Regions from separate parts of the Sus scrofa genome. Here region 1 is linked to region 2. A link is a contact called in public promoter capture Hi-C data. All regions are on one chromosome and are shown on one strand. Each heading gives the region's core, a stretch centred on a gene start, on an enhancer-like site or on the middle of the called end of the contact. The rest is flanking DNA. Distances are from core to core; before and after follow the strand shown.

Region 1 (5,003 bases), core at 887-3,386, 68 kb after region 2:
TAGAATAGCTAGACTACACCCAGATTTCCTGTTTCTTTATTAAATAAGTGGTTTGCGAGCAGAGTTCTTAGAGAAGGAAGTCGTGATCACTGAGCTTGAGTTATGAGCTTGTTAAGCCCATTTCATTTTCTTTTTTGGCAAAATTACTTGACGGGTAGAAGAAATACCATAGTTATGGTTTATTTTCACTATACCATGTCATTTCTTGACGTTTTATGAATTCCTTGGGAAAGGCCAGAGAACTGTTGCCAGATATTGACCTCTATTAGTTGGGATCATTGATTTAAGAACAGCACTAGAAGAAGAATCATTTATCATGAATCCCAATCAACCATGAGGGGAAAAGCTCTATTCCAAATCATGCCCTATTACATATATTTATCAAGGCTTTAAATGATAAGATAGATGTGTTAATCAATAATTTGCAAAATGCAAAAGTGAAAGAGCTAATCTCTCTTTTTTTTTTTTTTTTTTTTGTCTTTTTTGCCATTTCTTGGGCTGCTCCCATGGCATATGGAGGTTCCCAGGCTAGGGGTCGAATCGGAGAGGTAGCTGCCAGCCTACGCCAGAGCCACAGCAACGCGGGATCCGAGCCGCGTCTGCGACTTACACCACAGCTCATGGCAATGCCTGGATCCTTAACCCACTGAGCAAGGGCAGGGATCGAACCCACAACCTCATGGTTCCTAGTCGGATTCGTTAACCACTGCGCCACGACGGTAATCTCTCTTGACTCACCAGGCAAGGCTAACTGCAGTGCATTATTTCACTGGCCACGTTCTCTTTACCAGCATGGTCCGACTCCTCCTCTAGACAGATTCCAGATTCCACTTGTATTAGAATCCTCTAGGGTGCTTGGCACACAGTAGCTGTTCAACAAATGTTTGTTGATCTTAAACTGAATTGCATGGCAGGATCATAATTCCACGGGTCCTGGAGAGCGGTAGGAAGGGACCTAAACCAACCAGATACCATTCAAAAGATACAAAACAAACTCCTATTTGGGAACGTCTTAAAAATTAAAATTAATTACAGAAAAAGAGAGGAGAAATAGTTGACAGTGGTTCACTTAAAAAAGCACTATTTTTGGGGGGGTGGTTGCTGACTTCAAGCTCTCTGGGAGCAACTGTGAAAAAAGGAATTAATGCTTCAGCTCATTTACAGAACTCTGGATCTCCCACCTAAGTCAGAGATAGAGTAAGGTGCAATGTGCAAATTAAGGGAGGTAATTGCCCCACTTTACTTTGCATTGGTTGTGTATCTGGTTCTGGGAGCCACATTTGAAATAGGACAAGCAGGTGCTTGTTCAGAAGGGTGGCAAGGGGGCTTGAAGCCACTGCAAGGGAATAGATCAAAGTTATGATGCGACTTTTAGCCTGCAGAAAAACCAAAGAGAGGGTTTGAGACGAGACATGGTAGCTGTCTGCAGAAAACCGCAATAGTACTTATATTGGAAAGAGTGAAGGCTTACTCTTCCCCAAAGTGCAGAACTGAAACCAGCAGAAATGGCAAAATATTTCAGCTCGGAAATTCCTCTAACATCTGAAATCATCCTAAAATAAACAAAATGACATATGGGGGGTTGGGGAAGGCGGTGCCATTTGGCACTGGCAGAGGTTGGAGACAGCCTGCCTGAGAGGTTTATTGAACGTATTGGGAGAGGTTAGGTTAGATGACCTCATTGTGCTTTGCACCTCTCTTTTAACATTTATCACGTACCTTCTAGTGATTCGTTTATATACTAGTCCTATCTTTCCCCGATTAGCGACAACACTGGGGAGCTGTTTCCTCCCTGCAGCCACCTCTGGGAAGGTGAATAACTTAACACTGAAGAATACAAAGTCTGGCATTTTTCTGAAGAGCTGAAAAGGTGGCCTCTGATTATGCTTCCGGCTTTCTCCGCTCCCAGTTTTTTTTAATTTTTAAAATTTCTCTTAAACTCCCACTATGTGTTTGGAAACAGGAAAAGCGCTTGCAACTTCCTCAATTGCTCTCTCTTGAAACCTCACAACTCTTTAACTGTCCAGGTCCTGAGGCTCTCTTTCCTCCGCCTGGGGATCTACTCTATGGTAGAGGTGGCCCAGCCTTCTAGCTCTCTAGCCCTCCAGTTGGTCCATCTATGGTTTCCGGAGGCCTCACCGGAAGCTCTTACGCGAGATGGGTTGGGAGGCCGGAAGTTGCGGCCTCATTACTTGCCTTTTCAAAATGCTGCCGAGGCCTTAGGGCCTGTGACTGGCGCCCCCTCCCCCACCTCGGACTCGGCGGGGGAGCAACTCATGGAGCAGCCGTAAGGTGTGGCTCTAGGGTTTCGTCCGCGGGGTGCCGGGAGGCGGGAGGTAGGGGACTGGAGAGTGGGGAGCGGGCGCGGCGCGGCCAGTTCTGCAGGCCCCGGGGTGGGGTGGGGGGGTTACGGGCGGGAGGAGCTAGGAGCGTGGGTGGCGGCGTGGGGACGGTCCCACTGGGCGGAAGAAGGGCTGGGCTGATAGGGAAGGGTTATATGATGAGGATTCGCGGAGGATAAAAATGGAGGTGGAGTGACGTGAAGCAGATCGGCCGACAGGTTACAAACCTAAAATCGAAATACATTGACGCAAAATTTGAAAACAACCGAGGCACCTAGGAGGAAAGGTGGGAGGGAGGAGGAGAGAATGACATTGAGGTGTCTTCAAGATTTTAAGGTAGTGGTTTTCAAGGCTGCCGACTATCTGTCTCAGTTGTGCTGAGTGCTTGCTTGAAGAATGCTCGTTTGAGGCCCGCACTCAGGCTTCCCCAAGCAGAATGACCAGGAGATGGGGTCGGGAATATGTATTTCCTCAGCACGTTTCCCAGTTTATTCTTGTACACCCTCAAGTTTGAAAACCGCCGTTTTAAAACCACACCCGGGGAAAGTGCTGCTGCTCTTTTTCTTTAACTGGAAAGATCTTTTATTTGGGAAGCTCCTTCATGCCTGGGGATATTGGCACCTGGAGAAAGTATCAAAGATACTTGGTACTCTTTGGTATCAGGTATTACTACATCTCAGTGTAGGTTTAGACCCCTCCCTTCTCCTACATTCCTGCTATGAAAAGTTAATTTACTTTAGAAGTAACAGTACAGTCAGGATCACAACGTTTTATTGTATAATTAAAAAAAAAAAACCTATAATATACTTGCCGGTTGTTAAAAACAAGAAACACACAGTACTGAAGTAAACTTGTCCCTAACCTTTCCCCTCCTCAAGCCAGCTACCCTTAACTACTTGCTATCATGTCCATCCTCGCTTTTTCCGCACTTATTCACATTTTTAAACCATAGTAGACTCATTTTGTATGTATTGCTCTGCATCTTATAGTTTTTCAAATAACAACATCTGGGACAGCTGTCCCTAAAGTATACATGTAATGCTTCTTTTGGTATAGTCCCGCCTAATAGGGTTGTACAAAAATTTCATTAACCAGTTCCCCATTGATGGATTTTTAGGGTGTCTCCCAGCATAGTTTTTGTTTTGCAGACTCTTGCTACACACACGCTTCGCCTTTTTAGGTGTGTAACAGACCTGGTAAGAGCTAAAACAACATCTGAATAATTTCTTTTTTAGAAAGTTAGTTTTATTACTTTTATGTAATTAGTTGAAAGGGAATCAGACAGCAGTATTTAAGGCTTTAAAGACTAGAAAAGAATGATTATGCCTGCTGATTTCTGACAGGTTTTTATTTTAATGAGTCTTCAAATCACAGTTGAATTCAAAGGTAGAGATTTGAAGATGAGGTGTAAGAGTCTTGGATTCTTAGGGTAAAAACCACTCTTCTGTCATCAGTAAGAGTGTACTCTCTTATGATTTCAGTGCAGTAGGGAACACACATAAAAACATAAATATAGTGTGGTGAATGTTTTAATAGAGATGCTCTGGGAGTCAGAAAAGCCTTGACCAAGGAAGTAACTTTTGACCTAAGTAGAAGAATGAGTAAGAATTTTCAGGAATGGAAAATAGAGCACAGAAGAGGAGAAGGTGCTAAGGCAGTGGCTTTCAAACTTTTTAACCATGACTCCTAGCAAAAAAATAAATTTTATATTGTGACCCAGAACACATAGGAGGGGTAATACTTAAGAGCTCTGGCTCTGCGGACAGAGTGCTTGGACTCTTAAGACTGGGATTTTGGATAAATTATCTTCCCTGCTTCAATTCACTCTTCTGAAAATGAGGACAATAATATTCTTACGTTATAGGATCTCTGCTAGGGTTAACTGAGTTATTGAATATAAAGTGCTTTAAAGGGCGCCTGACACAAAGACGCTTTAGTGTGTTAAATGTTGGCTATTTTCAATACAGAAACAGTTCTACCTAACAAAACTTAAACCTTTGTTATTCACTTGTATTTTTTATCTGTTCTGTTTCATTAAGAGAGGAGAGGTTAAGACCAACTGGGATACAATTTGTAGTTTGAAAAACTCTGAGAGATAAGTGGTAAAGGGCTAGACAAATTCAAGACACTGAGTTCATCATTCATCATGGTGGGTATTGAATGGTAGAAATGGAGACTTGAGAAGAGTACCAAGATGGAATGGAGGGTACGTTGGAAACGATCAGGAAAGCTTATGTGCACATATTCAGTGAGGGGAATGAGTTTCTAGGAGTGGGAGTGCCTATTGAGTCAGCTCTGTAGTTCCATAGTCCTTCATTCTTCAAATGCCCTGAAAAACCAGGGTATCTTGGCCTGCCTTGGGGATATTCCTTGTTCTGCTGAATTGTGGACTGAAGTGGTGGAATTGACTTCTCTTTCGATAAGCACATCCCTCTTGAAGGAGAGTCCTTTTAAGAGCAAGCAGAAAAAAGCTGCAAAAAGGCCTTTCTTCTCTTGCTCATTTAAAAGGCAAATTCTTTTCAGCTCGCTGTACTCATCCCTAGGGTTTATTATTAGCCTCAAAGAATCCCATCTCCAGAGAACCAAAGCAGTACAGGCTAGTGATAATGATTCTTTTAATGTAACTGGAATAGTATTTCTAAGATTTCTAATTTTTTCAAC
Region 2 (4,745 bases), core at 1,307-3,806:
GAGATCAAACCCGCATCCTCATAGATACTAGTTGGGTTCTTAAAGCACTGAGCCAAAATGGGAACTCCTCCTGCCTCTTAGAATTTTCATTCTGTATCACTCTATATCCACATTAATATTCCATTTTCCATATGGAATATCAGCTCATGACCACAAGAAAGGGGAGCCAGAAACTATAACTATACCTTGGACCTGACCAACTCAGCCTCCTCTCCCCAGAGAACACTGAGTGGCTGTAGGGAAGGCTCCCTCACGGGCCCCAAGAGGGGACAGCTCAGATTAGTGTCATGAGGGTTCATACAAGGGACTCTGAGGAGCTGAGCCCTGGATGGCAAGGGTCTCAGACCCTGCCCGCGGACTTCTTGAAATCAGTTTACTTCCAGGAGATGGGACATAAATTCCACCCAACACCCCCACCCACTCTGGCTCTCACCAGCTGCTGAAGTCACATCACCCCACGCCCAAGTTCCACACTTTCTCCTACTGCCTCTGCCCAGCCCTCAAGGCGGAAACTTGGAGGGGACTCTGGAGTGGTCCTGATAAGTGGGAGAGGCGGGGACCTCACCTGCAGGATGACACTGTCTGGCTGGTGGAAATTAGGTGCACTCCATCGGCCACTGGGGTTTTCCTGCGTTGCTGGCCATAAGCCCAGGAGCTTCCGGCCACAGGTGAGGACTCTAAGGAGGATGGAAGTTGGGATGAGCCAACAAACCCAGCAACTATCCTGCTCCCCCCATCCAAAATTCTGCCCTTTCTGCTTGAAGCCACTGCCCAATTCCCCTCTCTTTCTCCCCACCCTGCACTATGGACCTTTCCTGCTGCCACATCCTATAAAAGCCCACCCCTTCCAGGAAGCCTTTCTTGCTAAGCTAGGGCTGCAGGGTCTGGCGGCAGAGATGCCTTTTATGATGTAGAGAGCTGGGCTGGATGACCTCTAAGGTCCTTCCAAGGACAAGACCAGATGACATGACCCGAGTATTGCATTTCCACGCCCCTTTCCACCAATCCTGCGCCACCAGTCCTGTCCAGTAGCTCTTGGTTACATCAGTTGTCCTGGCCACCAGTCCTGTGCCTTGGTCCCCTCCACCAGGGCTGGGAGCCTCGGCTGGTAAGCCCTCCTGGGCTAACCCTTGAGAGCGGCACCAGCCAGTCCAGCAGCAGCCAGGCCCCCTCTCTCCATCCCCTCCTCCCTCTCAAGGCCAAAGTGCTGCCCTGGGCTCACATACTGCCTGAAGTTGAAGAGCGGGGCAGTGACCCAGCCCAGGACTTCGGGCACCCGCCGCTGCTTATTGGCCTCTGAGGAGCTCCCGGGCGGGGGGATGGGCAGAGCATAGAGAGTGGCAGACAGCAGGGTCTCCCGAGGCAGCCGGTTCACCTGCACGGGGAAGCAGATCCTAGGGAGGACAGGAAACCACATCAGGAAGTGCCACCTCTGTGGCTTCCAGGGGCAGGTGACCCAGGAAGTCAAGCTGAAGCTAAGAACTCCCGAGGTGCTCCCTGGCGGGGGGCCTTCCTGCAGGACCAGGACAGATCCCAAACTGCGGGCAAACCCTCCACAGGATGCCCCCACGAACATGGTCCAGTGTCTTTGCAGGGTGGGTCTCAGCACAGCAAAGCAAACACCCTGAGGTTTTTTTTTTGTTTTTTTTTTTTTGGGTCTTTTTGCCTTTTTTAGGGCAGCTCCCACGGCAAATGGAGGTTCCCAGGCTAGGGGTCGAATGGAAGCTGTAGCTGACAGCCTACACCAGAGCCACAGCAACGCAGGATCTGAGCGGGATCCGAGCCACATCTGCAACCTACACCACAGCTCATGGCCACACCAGATCCTTAACCCACTGAGCAAGGCCAGGGATCAAACCCGCAACCTCATGGTTCCTCGTCGGATTTGTTAACCACTGAGCCACAACAGGAACTCCCATCCCGAGATTTTTGAGGCCACCCCCAGTGACCAGAGAGAACTCAGTCAGAGCCACCTCAGAGCTGAGGTGACTACAGGTCCCCTACTGTCAGACAGACTCCTTCCCTCGTTTTCGGATTTCTGCAGAGGGTCACCAAGAAGCAGTTGCTTTTGACAATCCTTTTCCGTGAAACAACCCGGATCCCTCCCCACCCTTCTGCTGTTCAGAACAGTCAGGAAGCAGCAGCAGGAGCTCTGCCTGTGGCTCCCCTCCCCCACACCCTCCCACCTGTCTGTCCTCACCACGCATTCCCTTCTAGGGAACCCCGCATTCCCTTCTAGGGAATCCCACACTCAGGGCACAAGATGGTTTGTTCTCAGCCCCAAACATTTTCAAAGCCAAAGGGATAAAGAGAAGGGACTCCTCCACGTCCCCAGCTGGTGAGAGAGCAAACTGGCAGGGCCCAAAGAACCGAGCGGCAGAGGCCCTCACCAGTACCAGGCCCAGATGGCTGCTCCCAGGCTCCCAGGCCTGAATCACACCCGGGCCACTCCCTCTGAGTTCACAATAAGGAACTGGGGTGGGGTGAGGTGGAGAGGGGAGCAGAGCTGTGGGAAGAGGGAGGACACACATTACCTTTCGGGGAAGCTGTGCCTGGGCCAAAGTCCATACTGTCACACCCTCTGGCCAGCCCAGGGCCCGGCAGCTTCTAGGCCAGAGGCCAGAGAGGCCGGGTGGCCACGGCCAAGGTTAGCAGTCTCATGGTCAAGCAGCCTTCCCCCACCGCTGCCCCTCACTCCCCTAGGGAACCTCCACCTGAGTGGGACGCTCCCTCCCTCCCGCCAGAGACTGGCAGAGCCCTGCTCTGTCCCAGCTGCCCCTTCGCTGGGGGCCCTCAGCTATAATTAGGACCCCTCAGCAGCCAGCCGACATGCCAGGCCAGGGCTTGGCCAGGGTGGCAGAGCGAAGCTGAGGGGCCTATTTTGAGAGTTAGCTGATCCGCACAGCGCTGCAGTGGGGAGAGAATCAGCTGACCCTGGAGCAAAGAGGAGAGGGAGCTGGTCCTGGTCCCTTTCTTTTCACTCAAGAAGAGGCTTGCAGCTCCATATCCAGAGGAAAATGAGAGCAAGGAAACTTTCTCTTTTTTTTTTGTCTTTTTGCCTTTCCTAGGGCCGCTCCTGCGGCATATGGAGGTTCCCAGGCTAGGGGTTGAATCGGAGCTGTAGCCGCTGGCCTATGCCAGAGCCATAGCAACGAGGGATCAGAGCCACATCTGCGACCTACACCACAGCTCACGGCAATGCTGGATCCTTAACCCACTGAGCAAGGCCAAGGATCGAACCTGAAACCTCATGGTTCCTAGTCGGATTCATTAAACACTGTGCCACGACGGGAACTCCAGAGAGGGAAGAAACTTTCTAACTGAAAACGTAACACCTAGAAGCAGCCAGGGGCCCCTTCTCCTCAGCCCTCAAGTATATCTAAAACCTCCCGCTTGCACCTTCACCTGGGGTCAGTCAGGATAGCCAGTAGGTGAGCTGTGGCCCTGAACCTCCTCCCTGCCCAAGAAAGTCCCCTCCTCCCTCCTCTAGCCCCTTCCTCAACAGCACATCACAGAAGCCCCCTCCTCCAGGCAGGCTTCCTGGGATGCACCAGTCCCAGTCCTGGTTCTGCCTCTCACAACCTTGGAGAATTACTCACACCTCTGTGCCTCAGTTTCCTCAAGGAGAGGAACAGAGCTTCACTTGTGTGCTGTGTGTATCTACCGTGTGCTTTCTGCTACGTGACAGTGTGGTTACCACCTTAGCACCAGGCTATACACATAGTACTTTCCTGCATAAATATTGCCACACGTCAGTCACTGTGTCAGTCACTTGGAAGAGAGAAACCAGAACTGAGAGGGCTCCCCCAGCTAAGAAAATGATAAAGATGAAAGCATTTCTCTTGTCCTAGGTATCGTACCAAGTACTTGCAACCTCCCAGCGGCACCCAAACAACCTTGTAGGGAGGCCCTATTACCAAGCCCATTTTGGGTTGAATGAGCTGCCCAAGGTTGCGCCTACAGGGAGGAGAGGATGACTGCGCCCAAAGCCTGTGCTTTGAACCCTACACTGCAGCGCCTTCTCCAGCATGCCTCAGTCTGGATCACGAAGGTGCTAAGAGGTGTCCCATGGGGCATCTGGATGGACAGCACTGAGATGACACCCTTTGCAAGGCTCCAGGTAAGGGACCAGCCCTATGGGGTTAGAAGCAGGGATGCAGAGAGAGAGCCCAGTGAGACCCACAGTGCAGGCAGCCTGCGGGAGGACACACCGGGCTGCTTCCAAACCTCTGATACTCCATGGGAAAGGGGCTAAGACTCACTGTGGGGTCTGCCTGGGCCAGAGCACTGTAAAGCACCCCTCCCTTGGCACTAGTAGTAATTGAAGCCCAAGGGGATGGTGAAACTCAGGAGCCACCCTCTGCCACGGAGGTGTCTTTCCTGACCCGGCGGGGTTTTTTTTGTGGTTATTGTTTTGTTTTGTTTGTTTGTACCAGTGTACCCACAGCATATGGAAGTTCTGAGAGGTCAAATCGAAGCCACAGCTGCTGGCCTACACCACAGCCACATCTGGGACCTACATCACAGTTTGTGGCAATGTCAGCTCCTTAACCCACTGAGCGAGGCCAGGGATCAAACCTGCATCCTCATGGATACTAGTTGGGTTCTTAAGCTGCTGAGCCAAAATAGGACTTTTGTTTACACCTTTATTGCTCTAGGAATCACAAAAGTGTGAAGGCAGGAGAAAAAGTGTGCCTTTCCCCACTATGCACCTGTAAAATGGCCCACCCCTTCCTGGATTTCCA

The links. Promoter capture Hi-C pulls out the DNA fragments that hold promoters and counts their contacts.
Region 1: a promoter capture Hi-C map of fetal liver shows a contact between it and region 2, with 2.6 times the contacts expected there. The contact joins the promoter of MDM4 here to the enhancer-like site in region 2. A contact is called at or near these places in 3 of 5 promoter capture datasets (fetal liver, fetal skeletal muscle and skeletal muscle), 27 of 47 Hi-C or Micro-C datasets (alveolar macrophages, blood, brain and 13 more) and 2 of 2 datasets of contacts at active chromatin or transcription factors (alveolar macrophages and skeletal muscle).

What each region holds. Positions count from the first base shown.
Region 1 is chr9:65,173,352-65,178,354 of Sscrofa11.1, forward strand. MDM4 (protein Mdm4) reads left to right here and starts at 2,137. Exons shown (of 10, transcript XR_002335784.1): 1 at 2,137-2,292.
Region 2 is chr9:65,105,430-65,110,174 of Sscrofa11.1, forward strand. It overlaps PIK3C2B (phosphatidylinositol 4-phosphate 3-kinase C2 domain-containing subunit beta), which reads right to left. Exons shown (of 33, transcript XM_003357389.5): 13 at 1,227-1,394; 14 at 566-677. Among named protein-coding and RNA genes, the nearest start is that of PPP1R15B, 39 kb to the left of the region's middle. Within about 2 kb of position 2,557, at least 30 of the 83 cell types and tissues checked have an H3K27ac peak or open chromatin away from gene starts, as enhancers often do. A contact at or near this core is called in fetal liver, fetal skeletal muscle, omental adipose tissue and 3 more, where this site is marked.